Linked DNA regions of Mus musculus: region 2 is linked to region 1. Evidence: chromatin contacts called from public Hi-C data. All regions are on one chromosome and are shown on one strand. Each heading gives the region's core, a stretch centred on a gene start, on an enhancer-like site or on the middle of the called end of the contact. The rest is flanking DNA. Distances are from core to core; before and after follow the strand shown. Region 1 holds the start of Pbx3 (pre B cell leukemia homeobox 3). Region 2 overlaps Mapkap1 (mitogen-activated protein kinase associated protein 1).

What was found. A called contact is a pair of places that touch in the nucleus more often than the background predicts.
Region 2: a Hi-C map of the N1E-115 cell line shows a contact between it and region 1, with 2.5 times the contacts expected there. The contact joins the enhancer-like site here to the promoter of Pbx3 in region 1. A contact is called at or near these places in 2 of 484 Hi-C or Micro-C datasets (the N1E-115 cell line and olfactory sensory neurons), 4 of 115 datasets of contacts at active chromatin or transcription factors (the SCID.adh cell line, bone marrow-derived macrophages and embryonic stem cells) and 3 of 9 other capture datasets (adipose tissue, liver and pancreatic islet).

What each region holds. Positions count from the first base shown.
Region 1 is chr2:34,367,938-34,373,918 of GRCm38.p6, forward strand. It overlaps Pbx3 (pre B cell leukemia homeobox 3), which reads right to left and starts at 4,108. Exons shown (of 9, transcript NM_016768.2): 1 at 3,784-4,108; 2 at 2,887-2,960. The coding sequence starts at 3,983.
Region 2 is chr2:34,478,521-34,484,481 of GRCm38.p6, forward strand. All of the region lies in intron 4 of Mapkap1 (mitogen-activated protein kinase associated protein 1), which reads left to right. Among named protein-coding and RNA genes, the nearest start is that of Mapkap1, 75 kb to the left of the region's middle. Within about 2 kb of position 4,126, at least 17 of the 459 cell types and tissues checked have an H3K27ac peak or open chromatin away from gene starts, as enhancers often do. A contact at or near this core is called in the N1E-115 cell line and the SCID.adh cell line, where this site is marked.

The DNA of each region.
Region 1 (5,981 bases), core at 2,858-5,357:
TTGCCCATTTATCTGTCAAAGGGGGAAAAAATGCCTTTTCATATTTGGTAGGGAAGAAATAAAATGTTTTCCAAACTAAGTCCCTTGTGTGCATCAAAACTGGCAGTATTCACCGTCTGATCAGAAACCTCAAAATCTACCAGCAGTTCTACAAAGACATGATTTTTTTTTTTTAATGATTTTGTCTTATTTTAAAAGAAAACCAAAACTAAAATCACACTGTCCACTGACAGTGGCAGTTCCCACCCACCACCCCTTTAGTTCACAACTTGTCAGCCCCCTCCCTCCCCTTCACTATGCAGAATAGAGTCATCACATAATATTCCTGATTTATATTCACAAATGACTAGATGAACTTTCTGTGGGTAATTAATCCTTATGTATTATGATAATAGATTAATAAAATTATTTAAAGAGAAAGTATTAAGTAGCATACACATATTCCCTAACACTTATTTTCTAAGTTCATAATGTCTCTAAAGCAGGGCTGCAAAAGCAGGCAAGGGATAGGCCCTGGAATGTGCTGCCCAGCTTTCTCTGCTTTGGTAACACTAATGTCTACACAGCTGTTTTATTTCAAATTGAGGGCTGAGTCTAGCGATCCTGTCTCCTTCTAAGACTGGGTTTAGAGCATGAGGCAGAGCTATGGATAGTAGGGGAGAAAGGAGAAGAGAGAGAGAGCTTCACCCCATCAATCACTCAGTACTTAAATCCCATCCCTCTCGAGCTCAGAGAGGCAGGCAAGAGGATGCCTCTGCCCAGACAGCCGCCTTCACTGTCGGCTGCTGGCTTTTTATAAAAAAGATAACCTGCAAACTTAGGTCGCAGGTCAACGCACAAAAAGAGGATCTAATTTACAAGTTATCACTGAAAGCCCAAGAAACAATTTTCAAAACACAGAAATTTCTTTTGTCTGCTCTCTCCTGGTTGTTAAATAGCAATAGCCCTACCAAAGCTCTCTCTGACCATAATCCCAGACTCTGAAAAGACTTGTTTCTTTTCCTAACTCACCTTTGACATGTCGTTGACTACGCTTTCCTTTCAGAATGGTGTAACTAAGTCCTGTGCAAATAAGCAACTGGAAGACTAACACTTCTTAATTGAATTTCTCCTGCTGATAAGTGTTCAAACATGAAATGCTGTGTAGTTCTGTGTGGTTAGACCAAAACTATAAAGGGACAGAAAATAAATACAAATCATAAAGAAGGGTGTTCTTGCTAGAGAAGAGCATCAATTCCCTCTCTTTAGTAATATAGTGCCATATAAAATTGAATCAATCTTAATATTCACAACACAGTCAATATTCCAGTGCTTAGCTGTCAGCACGAACTGGAGTGGAGCCCTGATAGCAAGAAAACCCTTAGAAATTAAGCAACATAAATGTCCTAAGAGTATATACTTTTATTCACCCAAATTAAAGCCTTCAAGGTTCAATGCTGGACATCTTTATAGTTAGATTAAAATCATCTAACATCTTAAATCATAAGGTGCTCAAAAGGTGGTTAAAATCAATATATAATAAGTCAATAATTTAAAACGACTTGGTTTTCAAAATGTAAAGTGTATCACCAAAAAACAAAAAACAATCATTAAAAAAAATCATGGCATGAATGAAAAGCAAATAAGGTTATTTCTTTAAGCTCTCAATATTTACTAATAACTCTGGTTTAGCATACATACATTAAGAGAAAGCAATAAACCATCATCTTCCCTGGCTTACTTTTAGGAATATGAATAGTACCTGTTTAAATAGAGTATAACTTAACTTCCTGCCTAACAGTCCTAGGCAGTATATTATTATTTGTAAAATCAACTCAAAGACAGCCAAACATTGAAACATTAAAACAGCCTTAGTTGGAAAATGCAATATACTGGACTTGATTGTTTTTCTTCTTTGCCTCAATTTACAAAGGGGCAACTTTAAAAAGCAATACAACCCAACACATACAACCACAAATAAATCAATCAATGGTAAAGCTTGACTGATGGAGGGTTGTTTTTTTTTTTAACCATATACAGGAAAGATAACTAAACACAAACTAAAACATGTAAAACATATGTATATATATGCACTTTAGCTTTACCCTTAAGTCAAGAGTAAAAATACCTTAAATAGAAAAAGTCTGACAAGAAAGTTAAACTATAAGGAACTGTCAAAAATTTTCCCTACTCTGTATCAGCAATTTTCATTCTAGCACTTCTGCAAACCTATCCTACTCCTGCCCTGAACTTCAGAATGTTTGTTTCATCAGGATCTGTGGACATCTTTCTTTATACATTGAAGCTCAGTTTTACAAGTGTAGCAGTTGTAAGACGGAGGCTATAATAGAAGTACTAATAGGCATGATACATTGTATATGCCTAAGCACATGATTTTCCTTCCTGGATTCCTAAAAATCTTCCCACCTAAAGCACCAAGTCCAGGGTATTACTGAGGTGTGTTCGGTTGTGACTTCTACCAGTAGAACCGAAGCTTAAAACTGTCTAAGTAAAACAAAGTTCTAGTGACGCCTCTCCAGGGGAACCGGTCCCTGGCATCCAGTCTCCCACCGCTCCTTTTAAAAAATGCTACACAGGCAAAAAGAGATAGGAGAGGGCAACTAGCTAGAGCCCCCTCCCCGACTGAAACCAGGGACTACCTCCTAGGGAACTGCGACCCAGCTCCATTCTCATATACACTTCATTTAGTACCAAAGCAGAATTGAGAAATAGACTCCAGATTTATTGCAGGTTTGTTTTTTTTTTCTCAAGATCAGGAGGTGGGAAGCAAAGAATGATCAAAGATGGCGGTGCCCAAAAGCAGCAGCTCTCAACTGGAGAGTCGAAGGAGTAGATCTGACCCCACCTCGGGGGTCTCCAGGCCCACTGTGAGCAGCAGAGTCTTACCTGTTTTCTCTTTGATCTCACACAAGACGCTGAAGAGCGCCGGTTTCATTCTGTGACAGTTCAGAGCATGTTTCCTAAAAAACAAATAGCAAAACACAAAGGTATTAGCATCACCTATTGGAATAATATGGCGCCTTCCTTTAAGTTAGACCCAAGATTTAAAACCGGCCCCCAGTTTGGAAAAGCTCCTTTGAACCACGGGAAGTCAACAAAAACTCAAGTTTACTAGTTCGCAACTGGCGGCAAGCTCTAGCGGCTGAGAGCTCCAGCCCGATAGCAGCGTGACCCATCTGCTGGCTCGACAGAAGCCTCGGCGTACACAGGAGTGACCCGTGCATGAGGCTCCGCTCCGGGGGCCGCGGCGGGACCCAAGGGACCAGACCGGAGCGGAGGGAACCCCAACGCCCAAGCTCCACAAGAGGAGCGGGCGCAGCGGCCAGCGGGCGGCTAATAATCAGCGGGTGACAGCTCCGCAAAGTTTGCCAAGCGGCCCTCCCTCTAGAGAACTTGGCGCTCCCGCACAGGGTTGTGCGGGGAAGCAGCCGGTCACCCCGGACTGGGCCGAGGGGAGTGGGTGCCCGGAGTCTGGGCAGGCGGAGAAAGTTGCACTTCCCTGCGGTGCGGCCACGGACCCGGCTGGGACGCGGAGCGCGCTGGGGTCCGAGCGGGAGGTTTAAATCTGGGGAGGGGGGCGGGCAGCAGGGCACGGACGAAGCAATGATCGAGTTTGTCCCGAGCCCGGCGAGCAACTTTGCCCGCGCGATGGGGGACACAGCAAGTGCCCGGCGGGCGGAGAAAGTTCCCGCCCGCAACTGAGGCCCGGGTCCCGGGAGCCAGCCGGGACCCGAGCCCGGCTCCCGTACACACACAAAAGATGCTTAATGAGACGACACCAACTTTGCTTGCGCCTCGTCCAAGCTCTGGTCGGTGATGGTCATGATCTGGTGGAGGATGTCGCCGATGTCCTGCTTCCTGCCGTCGCCGTCCGCCCCTTCGTGGCCGTGAGGGGGAGGCGGCAGAGCCATACCCCCCTGGACCGAGTGGCCGGCCAGGTTCACCCCGGCCAGAGTCTGCAGCATCCTGGATTGATCGTCCATCCCGCCGCGCGCGGGCGGGAGCGGGCGGCGGCGGCGGAGGCGAAGGCTGAGGCGGCGGCGGCGGCAGCGGCGGCGGCGGCGAGGGAGGAGAAGAAAGAGGGGGAGGGGGAGGGGGAGGCGGCCGCGCGCTCCCCGCCCGCGCGGGAGGGGGCGGCCTGGCCCGGCGCGGCCCGCGACTGAGGGGACGCGGACCGGCGTCCGGCTCCGGCTTCCGCCGCGGAGGAGACTGAGGACAGCGGCGGGCGGAAGCGGCGCGCTCGCCGGCGGAGGCGGAGGCGGTGGTGCCCGCTGCCCTCACGCGGCCGCCGCGCTGCCTCCTCAGCGCCCCTCGCCGCGCCGGGCGGCCCCGCACAACTTGGTCCTCAGCGCCAGCCGAGTTGCCGGGACGCCGCGGCCGCCGCCGCCCGCGCCAGCCAGAACGGTCCCCTCCCTCAGCCGCCTGCCGCCGCCGCCGCCGCCTCAACCGGGCGGGATCGGAGCACCGGCGGCCCCGAGGGAGGGAGCGGCGGCGGCGGCGGCGGGCTGCGGAGGAGGAGGAGAAGGAGGCCGACGGGCGGGCCGCGGGGAGCGAGAGGGGCGGAGGAGGAAAGTTTGGGAGCGGGCGGGCCGGCGCGGCGGGGACACGGAGCCCGGTGGAGGGCCCCGGCGGGCCGCACGCCGGGCGGACAGCAGATTGATGAGGCGGGAGAACTCGCCGCCGCCACCTCCGGTGCCGCGCACCCAGTCAGCAGCCGCTGTGGACCGGGCTCGAAGGCCGCTCGGCTGAGGGATTGACAGGCTGCCAGTGCCACTCACTCACTGCGGCCCCGGCGCCCGCGGGGGGAGGGGCAGGGAGAGCTGAAGGGCGGGGGAGCGCCCCGGATGCCCCGCCTCCGGAGGCGGAGCCTTCTCTCATTGGGCTTTGCGCCTCCCGCCGCCGCCACTGGCCCCGCCCCTAGAACGCAGCCCGTCCCCTCTGGCCTCTGCTGTGGGGTGCCTGAGAGCCAGCCCGGGAGCCTTATGGGCTACTCGCGCCGGCACTCCACAGATGGTCGGTCAGTCCAGCCAGCAAAGTGTTGTCCCCGGATCCTGCTCCTTCCCTATTATTAGCAGTTGGGGACTTAGAGGTGTTATATAGGACCGAATAAAGTGTACCCGTAGCCGACAGCGTGGTCCCCCATTGCATGAGATGAGCTTCACGCCTCGGACAGTGCCTGGGATACTTTCCCGCTCTTCATATCAAGAGGTGGTACCCTCTGGGCACAAGGCCTCAAGCACAGGGCCAATCGCATTGCGCTCAGCGCCGAACGAGGCGGGACAGAGCCAAGAAAGGGTTGTCCCAATTGGAGCGTTCGAAAGTCCTGGGCTGAGACCGGGAAAAGGGTCTAAAAGCCCTGCCCGTCCCACGGTCGCTATGGTAACCCGAACTCAGCACAAGGAGTTAGCGCTGGCAGTAGGGCCTTGCGCTGTCTGTCCCTCAAGGAGTGACCAGTTAGAATGGGAGCCTGTGGTTTCGCATGGACAGAGCTCTTCTCTGAAAAGCTAGCAAATGGAAAGGTCACAGAAACATGTCACCTGGAGAGAGTGAAATCCAGGACTATTTTCTAAGCTAACTGCGCTTTGCACACTCGACGAGTCCTGGAGATCCGGGGACTACCCTGGCAGGTGTGCGGAACCTGCGGAGAGCGAGACAATAGTCTTACAGACAAGTTTGTTTAGAAATGGACTGGACTGACAAATTGACCCCTTCGGCTGTAGTCAACTTCACCTAACAGATTTACATACCTGTAACACCTCTTCATCCATTATACTTCTGCCCAAGAGAGACTAAAGACTTAAACGGTGTTGGAATCCGCACCTACACCTCCGGTGGAGTCTTGAGGCTGATCTTGTCCTCATCTCTCAGGCTGAGGATTCAACATGATCTCATTTTAAACCCATGGAGATGACCCTAGGTTAAGTGTTTAACTGGTGGCTCTTACCTCTAAACGTTCCTTTCTCAGACTCAATAAGCGATCT
Region 2 (5,961 bases), core at 2,876-5,375, 110 kb after region 1:
TATGGCATCTAGGAGCACAGCAGCTATCTGATGAAAACTTTAGGTTTTTTCTTGGGAAATGTTTTTTTTTTTTTTTTTTTTTTTTCCCTAGTAGCACTGTGGCCAGAGAGGAGCAGTGTACTCAAGTAACCCAGCTCAGTGGGACTTGCTGTGTTGTTCTCTCACTCGCTGCAGGTGCTGTCTGAAACCTTGCCCTCCCCGAGGCCCACTGTTACCTCCGCTACTCACAAGGGCCAAAGATTGATTTGTAAGTCATTTGCTGTTTGTCTTCACACAGCTTTATTAAGTACAAAATAAGTAATGTTGTATTGGATGGAGGCAGTTTAAGTTGGCTGAGAATGCAGGCTCTGGAGGCTTGCATCCCCACCTTTACCATCTGTCACTTCAGGCAGGTCACTTCCCTGCAAAGTAGGAAGAATGGGTGACTGTCCATCACAGAGCTGTTTGAGATTTGTACATAGTCACTGTGTATGTCATTCACAGCACAGTGGGACCCACAGTAGTGTTTAATAAGTACCAGCTACTGTAGTATTGGAGTCAGAGAGAGGTTTTTAAGAACACCTTTGTATCCTGGCTGTCTTCCTTTGATAAGAGTGAAGTTCACTCTGTTTCTGAATGGTGTCACTCATTTCTCCAGCTCGCTCATAATACTTAGTGTCTTAGTCTCTAGAATATTGCCATATGAAATTAGTCTTCGTAGCTCATAAATGATTGAATGCCAGCAGTTTTGTGTGATTCAGCTTCATAATCTAGCCGCGGTTGAGTTTCTGCTGCCTGCTAGAATGTGTGTTTTTCTCTTTCTAGGAAGGATGCACTGTTATTCACACCATTTGTGAAGAGAGAATCTGAGGATTAGAAAAGTGGACAGACTTGCCTTAGGTTACATACTGATAAGTAGTTAAGCCAGAACTCTAATTCAAGAACCCCAAGCTCAGTTAGTATCTCTTCTGTCTCATGGGGAGTCTCACAAGTACTGCTCAGAGCTAGGCACTTGCTTCTTTCACCTCTGTTGCAGACAACCTGGGTTTGTCTCCCTATTTGAAGCAACACCTGCAGGGGTAGGTTCAGTTGGCTTGGCTCTTTTTTCAAGCCAATTCTCACTGACTCATGAGATTCCTCGTGGCTGCTGTTTTTAGCATCTGCTCTGCAAGAATGTCCTGGGACTGTGTCTCAGTTTCCTTGGAATTATTGAGGATAGATGCAGAATCCTGTACAGTGGAGGAAGCTGAGGGTAGATGGGTTGTACAACTCAGGGAAAGGCTCGAGCCTCTTCTGCGTCTGTCTTGGTTCAGAGCCCAGGTCTTTACTCCTGTCCTCCACTTCCTCCTCTCATCTTTGGAAATGTTGCACAGCTGAGGAGGAGGGCAGCCCTTTCAGGACAGTAGCTTCCTAGTGAAGGTGCCTTCCACACTCTGTAATGAATTTTAAGACTGGAAGCCTCTCAGTATATTTCCTGAAAGAAATCATATTCTAGATATATTCCTGTTTGAATTTTTTTCTGGCACTAAAAATTATTTCTCAATTTAATTTGCTTTCAAAGGAATTAATATCTTTGAAAATATGCCACTAAAACAACTACGGTTGAATTCTAGTCAATCTCAAAAGAGAGTGACTTCGGGTCTTTAAAGGGAACTTGGAAGTAATTACTTAATACCTGAATTCCAGATGATGACATAGCATGTTTTGAGAGCGCTTCCTTGACCTAGCAGTCTGCACGGTCAGTGGGTCCAGCTCCCTCCTGAGCTCCTGCTCCTGAGCCTTGGTGGTGACGCCTCTGGTGTTTGCAGCTGGAGGCTGCACTAAGTTCTTTGTTGTTCCATTGTTTCCTTTAGGGTAAGTGAATAATTAAGAGGAACATCTTTTCTGAGCAGCTGGAGCCAAATTCCAGCTGACTACAGCACCTGCAAAGATGGCGCCTCAGCCTCTGGGTTGCAGGGTGGGATGCCAGCCGTGAGTCACAACAATGGGCGCCAAAGTGCAGAGACATGCCTATGCTGCACAGCTCCTGTCCTTCTGTGAGCTTCAGATGGCAGGAATATCACCGAATGCAAAGTGTCTGCTTTAGACTAATTAGTGGGATGATTTGTGAAATGGTGACTATTTATTTAATTAATCACAAGCACAAAGCCATAAAACCCATATTTTAAAAATCCCTGTTAGTTTGCCATGTGGTTAATAGATTGGAGCACATTAAAAAGTGACATTGTGATGTATTAAAAACGTTCCACCTAAGATCCCTTCAGGAAGGAGCAGAAGCTGTCTGTGTAGGTGCTGAGATGGGCCTGTCTGGTTTGACCCTTCTGAGGGTGGGTGCTGCCAGCAGCATTTACCTTTTGAATGGCGTCTGGATTAGAATAGCTCCTCCCAGAACATTCCAAAGGAAGGAATTTTGTAAAGTAACTCAAAAATTAGGATTGAACTTGATTTGGTAGTGTTTTTCTTAATGATAAGGACCTATAATTTTCTACAAATTACTTTGTATTGACAAAGCATAGGAATATCTCTTACAATACAATATAGGTCTTTTGCTTGTGTTTGTGGGTGAAGAGGTCATTTAATTAACAGAATACTAAATGCAAAAACATTTTTGTTGCAGCTGTCAGAACTGCATTGTTTGGCTCTAGTATTGCTTTCTGTCAATGGGAGAAAGGGTAATTGTTATACTTGTTTGGTTTCAGTACAGGTGAATTGTTGTTCAAGAGATGAAACTGCCATTAAAAATGAGAATAAATGACTTTAATTGTAACAAACTATGGGTGGCTTTTATAGACTCCATGTTCTAGTTGATTTTGAGTGTCAATTAGGCACAAGCAAGTATACCACACATTAGACGCCTCTGTAGGCGCCTGTGCAGTGCTTTTGTCCCATTCTCACACACAGATTATTGAAGCAGTCAGGTTTAGAATGCTGTGCAGCATGTCTGAGCCATGGGCTCAGTTTTCAGCCCCATTGAGGAAAATCAAACCGATTATTGTTCCTGCTAAGAAGCAAGGTTATTTACAGTGAACTCTGCTCTCCAAAGTCCTGCAGTCATGTGAGAACGCACAGCTCAGAGGATGGGGTGCAAAGGAAACTGACCGTCCAGCTCTCCGCCTGTGCTTCTGTGCTGGGCTGCACTATTCCCTGCTCTGTGAGGAGGGGACAGAATAAAACATGATATGTTAATGCAGCCTGGAGCTGGTGTGCTAGTGATGATTACAATGCAGAGAAAGCATTTCTCATAACTGCTAGTGCCTACTGGAGCCTTTGAAACATCTGGACTTTTAATTGAAAAATAGTGTGGTGCTGTGTAAGGCAGACATGCTAAGTGAAGTCACTCATTTGGAATACAAAAAGATAATTGATAAAGTGTTTTATTTACACTGTATTTAAGTATTCATACTTTGTTATGCTTTGTATAACAGGGAATTACTGGGTTAAATTTTCATGAACGTAGACACTCTAAAATGAGATAAATTAAGTGAAAGTATTAGTAGAATTTCCCATTGAAATCAGTGAACAGTTTGCTCCAGAAGGGTGTACACTGTTGCATCAGTTAGAACCTTCTAAAGAAGCAAAGAGTTCAGGCGCTAGTGGTTGATTTCATGTTTTGAAAGAACTAGCTTCCGACCTGGTAACACCATTACATTTTTTTCCAGTTACTGCAATCATATCTTGGAATTTTTGTTTTGTTTTGTTTTGTTTTGTTTTGTTTAAAAAAAAAAAAAGGTCCTGGCATAATGGTAAATGGTTCTAATGGCAGCATTATTGCCCAATAAACCAAAGCCTTCCCTACCTCTGGGGCAGGTTATCAGAGTCTGCCCAGGAGAGCAGAAGAGCTGGGGAAGGGCGTGCAATTAACCTTTGTCCTGCCTTCCAGCAGGGGAACTGACCCAGCAGCCTTCCGAGGAAATCCAATTTAATTTAAAATGAATTTGAAAAGACAAATTAGCCATATCTATTTTAATAAGATAAAAATCCAACTCTGCCAGTGTCTGGTTTAGTTAGGACCTCCAAGGAGATCAGACTGACTGAGCCTCAGGATGAGCATGGAGAAATGTCAGGGGCTAACCTAGACACCCTGGGGACCCGGGCACACTAGTGACTCTTCAGTTTCTACAAGCTAGCAAGTCTGGGCTGCCCCTTCCTGCAGAGGCTTGTAACCTAAGGAGCACTGTGACCACCTCAAGCCCCTAGCCGGATGGAGGTTGACACCATATGCTGCTGACCCTTCTCTCCAGGTGCCAAATTGTTATTTTCCTCCCTGGATGAGAGCACACTGGCATACTGCCACCTGGGTACCAGATTTACTAACAGAAAGACCTTATAATTACAGATTTGTCTCTTCGCTTAAGAATAGCTATCCTTATGATCTATGAGTTAGTATTGACTGCTGCTTGTGAAAACTGAAGAGGTTGCTACCAGCTTTTTAAGGGGCCTTATGTTCTTTTGCATTTTAATCCCAGAAACAGGATTACCAAGTTGCACTGTGCCCACCTGCAAGCCTCTCCACTCCCTGAGTATCTAAGGCAGCCCTTCCTCTATCCCTCTTCCTCCCTTTCTATCGGCAACCCCTAGTTTTGAAGTTGTGGTTGCAGCATTTGTACCCCTTGCTAGATAGTGAGTGCTTCAGGTATGAGATTTACCCAGAGAGAAGGGTTTGCCATGGGAGGAGGAGGACTTGACACTGCCTCCTAAAAAATTTGGAGTAGCCTACATAATATTCCTCAGCTCTAAGACAGTCTTCGTGGGTGAATTAAGTGAGATACTAGGATTCTGGATACATGCCCAGCAAGCGGTATCAAGCAGAGGTAAAAAGCTACATGGCAGTACAGTAAGGTATCAGTCCTTACTGCCAGCCCAGTGGTTGGCTCAGTTTGTGGTGTGTGCTCTGTGCAGTCCCGGATTTCACAGAGAGACAGGCAAGCAGCATATCTTACTGCTTGGTGGAGATGGTCTCACTGTGAGTCCAGGCAGCCTGGAAGTCACAGTGGAGTCCAGGCTGGCCTCAAACTTGCAGTGATCCTCCTGCTTCTGCTTCCCCATCACACTTGGTTGTCTTTCAGCTGCTCAGTACTAACTGTCCTCAGTGCTCATGGACTCAACTTTCCCCTCATTTTAAACAATAGCTTCCTTCCTCTTGCTTCTTTCCCCTAGGTTTCTGCCCTGGAGACTGGTGAAGGCTTGGTAGAGTTTTGGATGCTGCTTTGCAGTTATACATTTTGTATGTAACTCCAAGACTCTCAGGGTTATTCTAGATGCACAATAATGATTTGCTTTCTCTTTTTCTTGCTGATTCTGTTTCTGTACATTTACAAGCTGCTAAATGAAAATCTTCAGTTGACCATTTGTGTCTGTATTTTCCTATGAGGGAAAAAAAAGCAGTGTGTTTTGGTCTTTGAGTTGTAGGTTCTTTGCATGGCTTTTTTTTTTTTTTTTTTTTTTCAAATACAGAGCAGACCCACCCCAGATCTCACGTATGCATTTTGAGGATGAAAGTGAATATCATAATTGGAGAAATGTAAGGCTATTTATTTCCATTTTGTCTGATGTTTTTACATTGTTTGTTAGGAGGTGCGTCAGGGACTTGAATTAATTATAATTACTGAAGAGACATACACTGATTGAGCAAATAAAGTAGTAAGCTCATTTATGCCAGGGCTGTCTAATTATAGCCCAACTTTGGATAAGCTGTATGTGCATGAAAGATTAATTTTACAAGATTTTTAGGACTTACTAAATGATGATTTGGTGAAACGTTTGAATTCTATTATTGAAGAACATCAAGTCTTAAACTGATAAAGCAGGCATGTGCTTGGTACTACAGAGAAATGTGTGGGTCTTAAAGACCAGGTAAATCAAGGAAACGATAGAATTTTAAGGTGAATATTTATGTTAGTGTTTAATCAACTGAAACTCTACAAGAAAATCTGTGCCTGGATCTTCACTGTCTTTGCAGCTCTGCTCAGAAATGTTTTAGCC